2 separate regions of the Sus scrofa genome follow, and region 2 is linked to region 1. A link is a contact called in public Hi-C data. All regions are on one chromosome and are shown on one strand. Each heading gives the region's core, a stretch centred on a gene start, on an enhancer-like site or on the middle of the called end of the contact. The rest is flanking DNA. Distances are from core to core; before and after follow the strand shown. Region 1 holds the start of ZNF331 (zinc finger protein 331). Region 2 holds the start of ZNF444 (zinc finger protein 444).

Region 1 (4,308 bases), core at 547-3,046:
AACCCAGTCTAATCATGAAGAAAACATCAGATTCCAAGAGAGGGGCAGCCTATAAAATACTCAGCCTCTTAAAACTGTCAAGTCATCAGAAACAAGCCAAGTCTGAGAAATTGGCAAAGCCAAGAAGAGCCTAAGGAGCCATGACAATGAATGTAATGTGGTGTCCTGGATGGGATCCTGCAACAGATGAAAACCATTATGCAAAAATTAAGGCAATCTGAATAAAGCATGGCCTTCAGTTAAGGGTAACCTTTTGGAAGTGGCTCACTAATTGTAACTAGGGGTTACAGCAATGCTACAGCAACGTGGGATCTGAGCCACATTTGTAACCTAAATCACAGCTCACGGCAACACGGGATCCTTAACCCACTGAGCGAGGCCAGGGATGGAACCTGCATCCTAATGGATCCTAGTCAGATTAGTTTCCACTGAGCCACAACAGGAACTCCCAGGATGATTTTTCTGGAGACAGCTGGCATGGGGTTAAAAGAGGATAGAATCAGACACTAGGGCTTTTCTGGAGCACAGACTACATCAGAAAATATCCTCCAATGCCCCACCTGTTCCCACGTCTTATCTTAAACCAATCAGAAATAAGAGGGCACTGAGATCTCAGAATTTCGGAGATCCCTGGTGACTAGGCTCTAATAATTGGAGTTCTGAAATATGTAGCTGTCTTCTACCCCCAGCTACCTGGTCAGGGTCCTCTCCCATCCGAAAAGGGGATCTTCTTCCCGAGGCTTTTTCACCCTGTCACTCAGGTAACCTGAATTTGAGATGGCGAGCACCTATGGCTCTGAGATTGCCATCTCACGACTATGTCTGTGCCATTCTTGTCATTTTCATCACAGGGTTCAGGCTTTGACTTGTATTCGGGGCCACTGTCCCCAAACAAGGACCAGAAGGTTGGAACGTGAAGGGAGAGGGAGCAGCAGAAACATGAGAGCTACAGGTTACACTGTCACACACAACCGTGCTCACTCAATCCGCGGCCACACATCCAAACACAATCCTGCACCTGTCACAGCCAAGCGATGGCACAAACCACCATGAGACACCCCTTGACTCTGTCACAAGAACTGACGCCCACGCCAGAGACATGGTGTGTGTCTCTGCCAATCCCACTTAAGTGCAAAGGCTCATCTCAGCCGCCGAGACACATCTGGGCCCCGCCACCCACGCAGGGCCCACGCGCATGTAACTCACGCAGAGCAGAGTGGCCGAGTCACAGCCCGTCACAGCCTAGCCGCGTCCCCCTTCCAGATGCCCACGCGACGCACAGCCACGGGGATGGCGCCGAGTCGCGCCCCCCGCCCCCCGCCCACACTCACGCGCAAGTGCGTCACCAGTACAGGTACCCGGCCTGTCTCCCTCGCCGACGCTCACGCGCGCGTCTCGCTCTATGCACACGGCTGAGCCCGATCCGCGCGCGCGCGCACACACACACACACACACACACACACACACACACACACACACACACTCGCACTTCCTCCGCAGCCGCTCCCGGGAGCCAGAGGCCGAGGCTCTGTTTCGGGCCTCTCCGCCTCTCTTTCACCGCAGTCGCCCGCCGCGTTCCGTGCTGGTGTCCTCCTGGGATGCTACTAACTCACCGCTTGGGGCCTAACAACCAACAGGGCGTCCGGAGCGAGCGCGAGCGTTGAGGTTATCTCCAGACACCGTCACCAGGAAACCAGAGCTTTAAAAAAAAAAAAAGAAAGAAAAAAAAAAAAAAAATCTTCGCGCAGAAAGCGCATCTTCCGGCATGCAACTGGGCGAGTTTCTACTGGGGGCGGTGCTCCAGAGCCTTCTGGGACATGTAGTCTAGAAACCCAGAGATCCGCGGAGCTGAACACTCAATGGCTCGCTTACCCAGCATGCAACCCCTCAAGAGGCAGGAGTGGAGCTGTGCCTCAGAGGTTTCTGGGAAATGTAGTTCGCATCTCGGGGGCGCTAGACAAGGCCTTCAGAAGGCGTCTCCCCTACCCCTAAAGGAGCGCTGTACCTCCAGACTTGGAGGGAATGCGTTTCAGAGCCGCGGAATTTCAAAATGCTGGGAGCTTTGCCAGCTCTTCGGATTTCTTTTCTCCTTTTCTTCTTTTAATGCGAGAAAAGCATACAAATTTTATTACGTTCTTTCATGTACATGGGGGCTTTCAGAAGAGGATGAAAACCTGAAGATATGTCCACAGCAGGAAGCTTTTATACCTTTGAGACAAAGAAACGATGAATTGTGAAGTATTGACAGTGCTCCGGGCTAGTGATAGACCTATTACGGCCTGATAACTCTTATCTTCATGTAATGAGGTTTGTTTGAGAGTCCTCTGATGCCATCTGTCTACATTTATTATTAATTAATTAATTAATTTTTAGGGCCACACCCGTGGCATATGGAGGGGGGTCTAATTGGAGCTGTTGCCGCTGACCTACACCACAGCTCAGGGCAACACCAGATCCTTAACCCACTGAGGGAGGCCAGGGATCGAACCCACAACCTCATGGTTCCTAGTTGGATTCATTTCTGCTGTGCCAACATGGGAACTCCCAGTCTATCGTCATTTAAAGAATTTACTTTCTGCCTTTTGACAGAGAAGGGGCTCTTTTGTGTGTTTACTGCTTTTAAAGAAGGTTTAATTATTTTTTTCTTTTTAGGGCCGCACCCATATCATATGTAAGTTCCTAGGCTAGGGGTAGAAATGGAGCTGAAGCTGCCTAAGTCACAGCTATAGCAACGTAGAAACGTAGAATCTGCGACCCACACCACAGCTCATGGCAACCCTGGATCCTTAACCCACTGAAAAAGGCAGGGGATCAAACTGGAGTCCTCATGGAGACCATTTGGGTTCTTTACTGCTGAGCAACAACCGGAACTCCCTCAAAGTAATTTTTATGTCAAAGAAGCATGTTTTGGGGTGACATACCTGGTTTCCTTAAGTAATGATGCAGGCATTGTTTTTGATAAGGAGGGCCATGAAATCTTTCTGTAAGTGTTCTCTTTTCGTATACTATGCCGCTTTATACTGTTTATAAAGTTTAGTTTAAGTCTGTCTACTGTGAGTCAGTAGTATTCATGTATTTTCTAAGGTTCCTGTGATGTGAAAAACTTTGTGTTAAGATCTCGTTCCATCTTATTAACAGCTTTGCTGTGAAAGAGCTCAGTTTCCATGCTGGAGGTTTACCTGCCTCCCACAAGTTGTTTTAAAAAAAGGTTTTGCTGAACTTCTAATGGGACCAAGTGAAACACAGAGGCATTTAACATAGCACAGTACTCTCAATGTTTATGAATTTTTGTGTAGGGATGGTATTTCCCATTTTAACCTTTTCTTTCTTTTTAAAATTCTAGTTCATCTACATGTTATATTAATTTCAGGTGTACAACATAGTGATTTAATGTTTTTTATAGATCATACTCCATTTAAAGTTGTTTAAAACATTGGCTATATTCCTTGTGCTGTACTGAGTATCCTTGCGTTTTGTTTGTTTTAAACATGGTAGTTTTTGCCTCTTAACTCACTCTGTCCCTCTCCCATTACCCTTCCCATTGGTACCCACTAATTTGTTCTTTATATTTGTGAGTCTGTTTCTATTTATTAATTTGTTTTATTATTTAGATTCCACACGTTAAGTGGTAAAACGCAGAATTTGTCTTTCTCTGACCTACTTCACTAAGCACAGTACACTTCAGGTCCATCTATGTTATTGCCAATGACAAAAATTTCATTCTTTTTTATGGCCAAGTAATATTACACTGTCTTTTTTTAATCCATTCATCTGTAGCATCTGTAGATGGACACATAAGTTGCTTCCATAATCTTGGCTATTGTAAATAATGCTGCTGTGGACCTTGGGGTGCATGTATCTTTTTGAATTAGTGTTTTTGTTTTCTCAGGTAAATACCCAGGAGTGGAAATGCTGGATGATATGTTAGTTCTATTTTTAGTTTTTTGGGCAACATTCATATTGTTTTCCGTAATGGCTATACCAGTTTACATTCCCAACAGTGTCCTTGGGTTCTCTTTTCTTCATCTCTTTGGGAGTATTTGCTATCTGTGGTCTTTTTGACCATAGCTGTTCTGACAGCTATGTAAGGTGATTTCTTGTAGTTTTGATTTGCATTTCCCTGATAATTAGTGATGTTGAGCATCTTTTCATGTAACTTTTGGCCGTCTGTAGGTCTTCGTTGGAAAAATGTCTATTCAGATCTTCTGCCCATTTTTAATCGAGTTGTTTCTTGTTTTTGTTTTTGATACTGAGTTGTATGAGCTGTTTATATATTGTAGAATATTACCCCTTATCAGATATATCATT
Region 2 (3,736 bases), core at 748-3,247, 3.8 Mb after region 1:
CCCTGACCACACCTGTATCCTCTGAGCCTGCCCAGCATCTGTCTTTCAACATCCCCCTCCTCCTCATTATTATTTTGGCCAATCCCGTGGCACCCAGAAGTTCCTGGGCCAGGGATCGAACCCGTGCCACAGCAGTGACAAGGACAGATCTTTCACTGGCTAGGCCAACAGCGAACTCCTTAATCTGTCTTATAATTGGTGCCCAGGACACAGGAATGTGACAGGTGACGAGTTGAGGGCATTCTTTGGTGAAATAAGCTATTTCATTACATGGTGGCTGGGCTGGTTGGGGTGGGGAGTAGGGGAGTCAAATTTGCACCTGGGTTGGGCTCGCTTTTTTTTTTTTTTTAATTTTTATTTTATTTTGCTTTTTAGGGCCACACTCGCCGCATATAGGGGTTCTTAGGCTAGGGGTCGAATAGAAGCTGTAGCCGCTGGCCTAAACCACGGCCACAACAACGCGAGATCTGAGCTGCATCTGCGACCTACACCCCAGCTTCTGGCAACGCAGGATCCTTAACCCACTGAGCTAGGTCAGGAATCGAACTCGCAACCTCATGGATCCCGGTGGGTTAGTTACTGCTGAACCACGAAGGGAACTCCTTGGGCTTGTTTTTATTAGTGACTCAGCTGTAGGTAAAAAAGAGCTAATGTTTATTGACCGACTCCTTACTCTCTGCCAAGCAGTGTTCTAAGTGCTTTGCATGTATTCACTCATGAATCCCCACCCTGGAAGAGGGTGATGGAAAAAGAAAATCAAAGGCGACCCTTCCATGTTTGGGGTGGGCATTTGTATGGATGATGGGTTTATCATCTAACATGGTAGAAAACTGGGGGAAAAGCAAGATTCTTTGCTGGGGGGAGGGGCAAAAATTCTCTTCTGCCCACCTTATGGTTTGAGATGCCTGTTCAAAAATCCAAGTGGAGACGTCAAGTGGGCAATCGGATGTGAGTGGGAACAAGAACATCGTGTTCCTGGAGCAGCAAAGATTCCGGTGTGGCTGGAACACATTGGGCAGGAGAGGCAAGGTGGGCAGAGAGGTGGGCCAGGGTAGGTTGGGTGACAATGAGGGGGTTGGCTTTCACCCAGTCTCGGACAGGAGGTTCTGACTCAGCCACTGACCACTTGTGAAACCAGGGGAAAAGTTCTTGTCCAGCTAATGAATGCTTGTGATGTGCCAGCCACCGTCACACCCTGTCTGCACATCAGTCCAGAAGGTGGGGGCGGGGGAGTCTCCTTCTCACCCTGCCCCGAGGAGACGAGGTGGGGAGGAGGCAATCACAGCCTTAGGTCCAAGCGGCTCCTGTTGTCCTCAGGCCTGGAACTGTCTGTGCATCGAACTGTAACTCATCTTTTCTGAGTTCCTGCCCTTGCTGGGACGTGCAGATTGAGACCCTGACCTACGAGGGTGCGTCGGGGACGTGCAGGCAGCACCCTTCCGACTCACACGGGGGAAACGGAGGCCAGAAACCGCCTGCCATTCTCCCAAGGGATGAGCAAGGTGCCTGGGTCCGCCCTCGAACCACACACTCCCCTCCAGCCGGCTGCAGCCTCACACCGCGATCCGGCTTCTTTCTCCCACCTCACTCACTTGTTCTGCCCGGATGGGGGAGGGGTGAAACCTGACCCGTTGTCAAGGAGACGCACCCTGTAGGCCCAGATTGGTGCAGAACTCTGGCCTGGGCCCCTCCTCCTCGCCCTCCCGCTCCTCGGGCCTGGGGGCCCTCATTTCCCGAGGGCCTGCCGCTCCGCGCCTCCTTCGGTCTCCATGGAAACGCCGCCACAGCTCCTCCCCCTCTCCGCCCACCGGCTGCTCATCCTGGCACGTTTGCGCATGCCTGGGGCCCAGGCCCCGGCCAATGGGAAGGCCCCGGCCAATGGGAAGGCCCCAGTGCGTTCTGGGTAATGTAGTCCAAAAAACCCTGGAGCGGTAAGAGAGGCCATGTTTGCGAGGGCCAATAGGTCGCTGGGAGGGCTTCGGTGCATCTTGGGAAATGTAGTTCTGGTGCTTGTGGAGCCATTCGGAGATGGGCGTGAGTGGGTCGCCACGGCGAGAGCCAATAGAAAGCCACCGTTGTTGCGATCCTTCCTGGGAGATGTAGTTCTAGGTGAGGCCGGCGGGGCCGTTGAGGGGAACAGATCCCTGGGTCTCTGGGAGTGTTGAGGGGAGGGGGACGGATGAGTTTGGCGCAAAGCCTGCCGGGGCATGGAGTTCTGATGAGCTCTGTGCGCATGTGCGAGGAGGCGAGGGGGTTTGGGGGGCCTCGCCCGGGAGAGTAAGGTGAGCGAGGGAGGAAAGGAGGGAGGGATCGGAGGGGGGCAGTTGGGCGAGCTTTGGGGAGAAGGGGTCCGGAGGAGGGAGGGACGGGAGAGTTGGCGGGAGGGAATAAGAAGGGGGCCGGGATGAAGGGGGAGGGGGAGGGAAGCGCGGACGGGAGGGGGAGGGCCCGGAAGGAGGAGGGGGTGTGGGCCCCGGAGGCGGAGAACGCCGGGGAGAGTTGGAAACTGAGGGAGGGGGCGGGGGAGGGCCGAGGGGGGTGGGCTGGGCCCTGCGATGGAGTCTGGGGGCGCAGGACCAAGCCGGTCAGAGAGGTTTGCGGAAAGGGGCTCGGGGCGGGGCGGGGCGGGGGGGGTGGTCCTCACGCGGGCGGGGTGCAGGTGGCTCCCCTCGTGCGTGTCCGTACAAGTTCGGTCGCACTTTCATGGAGTTGTGAGATTCCTGCGGATGAGACGAATTGCCTTGTTTCTGTCTCGATGGAGCTCCCCCCCCCCCCCCCCCCGCCTAGCTTGTTGCAAGGGATTAGGTTCGTGGGCGTGCAGCTCTTCAAGGCTGTGTTTGCTCTTGTTATCATCTGAAGCTGCCCTCCTCCCTGTCAGCCCCAGTCACCCAGTTTTATTTCCTGGTTTAACCCTTATTCCAGCTCGAACTTCGGTGTAATGCAGGTGTTTTTGTTTATGGCGGTATCCCCAGCACCTCACAAAGTAACAGTAACAGGAAAGGTTCGCTCCGGTTGGGGGCTTGGTTAGCACAGCCGAGTGTTGTTCTCAGCATCTTTGTTTTCCCCACATCTTGAATTCTTACCGCGACTCTTGGGTTAGTAGGACTCCTCTTCCCATTTTACACCCCGGGCAGGGCAACTCTGTGTGAAAGGCGTCGTACCTTGTTCAAGGACGAAGAGCTGGGAGGTGGCAGAACTGGGATTTGCTCCAGAGCCCTTTGCCCTGAGTAAATATTTGTCCATTGGGCCGGTGGCTCTCAACCAGGGGCGACTGTGCCACCCCCCCATCCCCAAGGGGACTTGTAGCGCTGTCTGGAGTCACAGTTGCGGAGATACTGCTGGCATCTGTTGCTAAGAGGCCAGCGATGCTGCCAAACATTGTAGGATGGCTCTTACAACGCAGTTATCCAGCCCCACATAACACTAGTGTAAGGGTAGGAAACCCAGGGGAGACAGGCAGGTCTTCATTGAATGCTTCCTTCTGATTCATCCTCCTGGCATCCCTGTTGGGAAAGCTACTGTTAGACCTATACTGCAGGTGGCGAAGGAAGCCCAGGGAAGGCCAGTCACAAGTCCAAGGTCGCACCATGGAGAGATGGCATCGTCCAGGGGCGCCTGCTGTGGCGCAATGGGATTGGTGGTGCCTCTGCCAGACACAGGTTCCATCCCTGGCCAGGCACAGTGGGTTAAAGGATCCGGTGTTGCTGCAGCTTAGGATAGGTCACATCTGTGGTTC

The links. A called contact is a pair of places that touch in the nucleus more often than the background predicts.
Region 2: a contact with region 1 is called in a Hi-C map of skeletal muscle, with 8 times the contacts expected there. The contact joins the promoter of ZNF444 here to the promoter of ZNF331 in region 1. A contact is called at or near these places in 3 of 47 Hi-C or Micro-C datasets (liver and skeletal muscle).

The regions. Positions count from the first base shown.
Region 1 is chr6:56,609,651-56,613,958 of Sscrofa11.1, forward strand. It overlaps ZNF331 (zinc finger protein 331), which reads right to left and starts at 1,797. Exons shown (of 5, transcript XM_021097273.1): 1 at 1,614-1,797.
Region 2 is chr6:60,456,010-60,459,745 of Sscrofa11.1, forward strand. It overlaps ZNF444 (zinc finger protein 444), which reads left to right and starts at 1,998. Exons shown (of 4, transcript XM_021095118.1): 1 at 1,998-2,109. It overlaps LOC102159166 (a long non-coding RNA gene), which reads right to left. Exons shown (of 3, transcript XR_002344832.1): 1 at 3,084-3,736; 2 at 2,645-2,720; 3 at 2,006-2,090.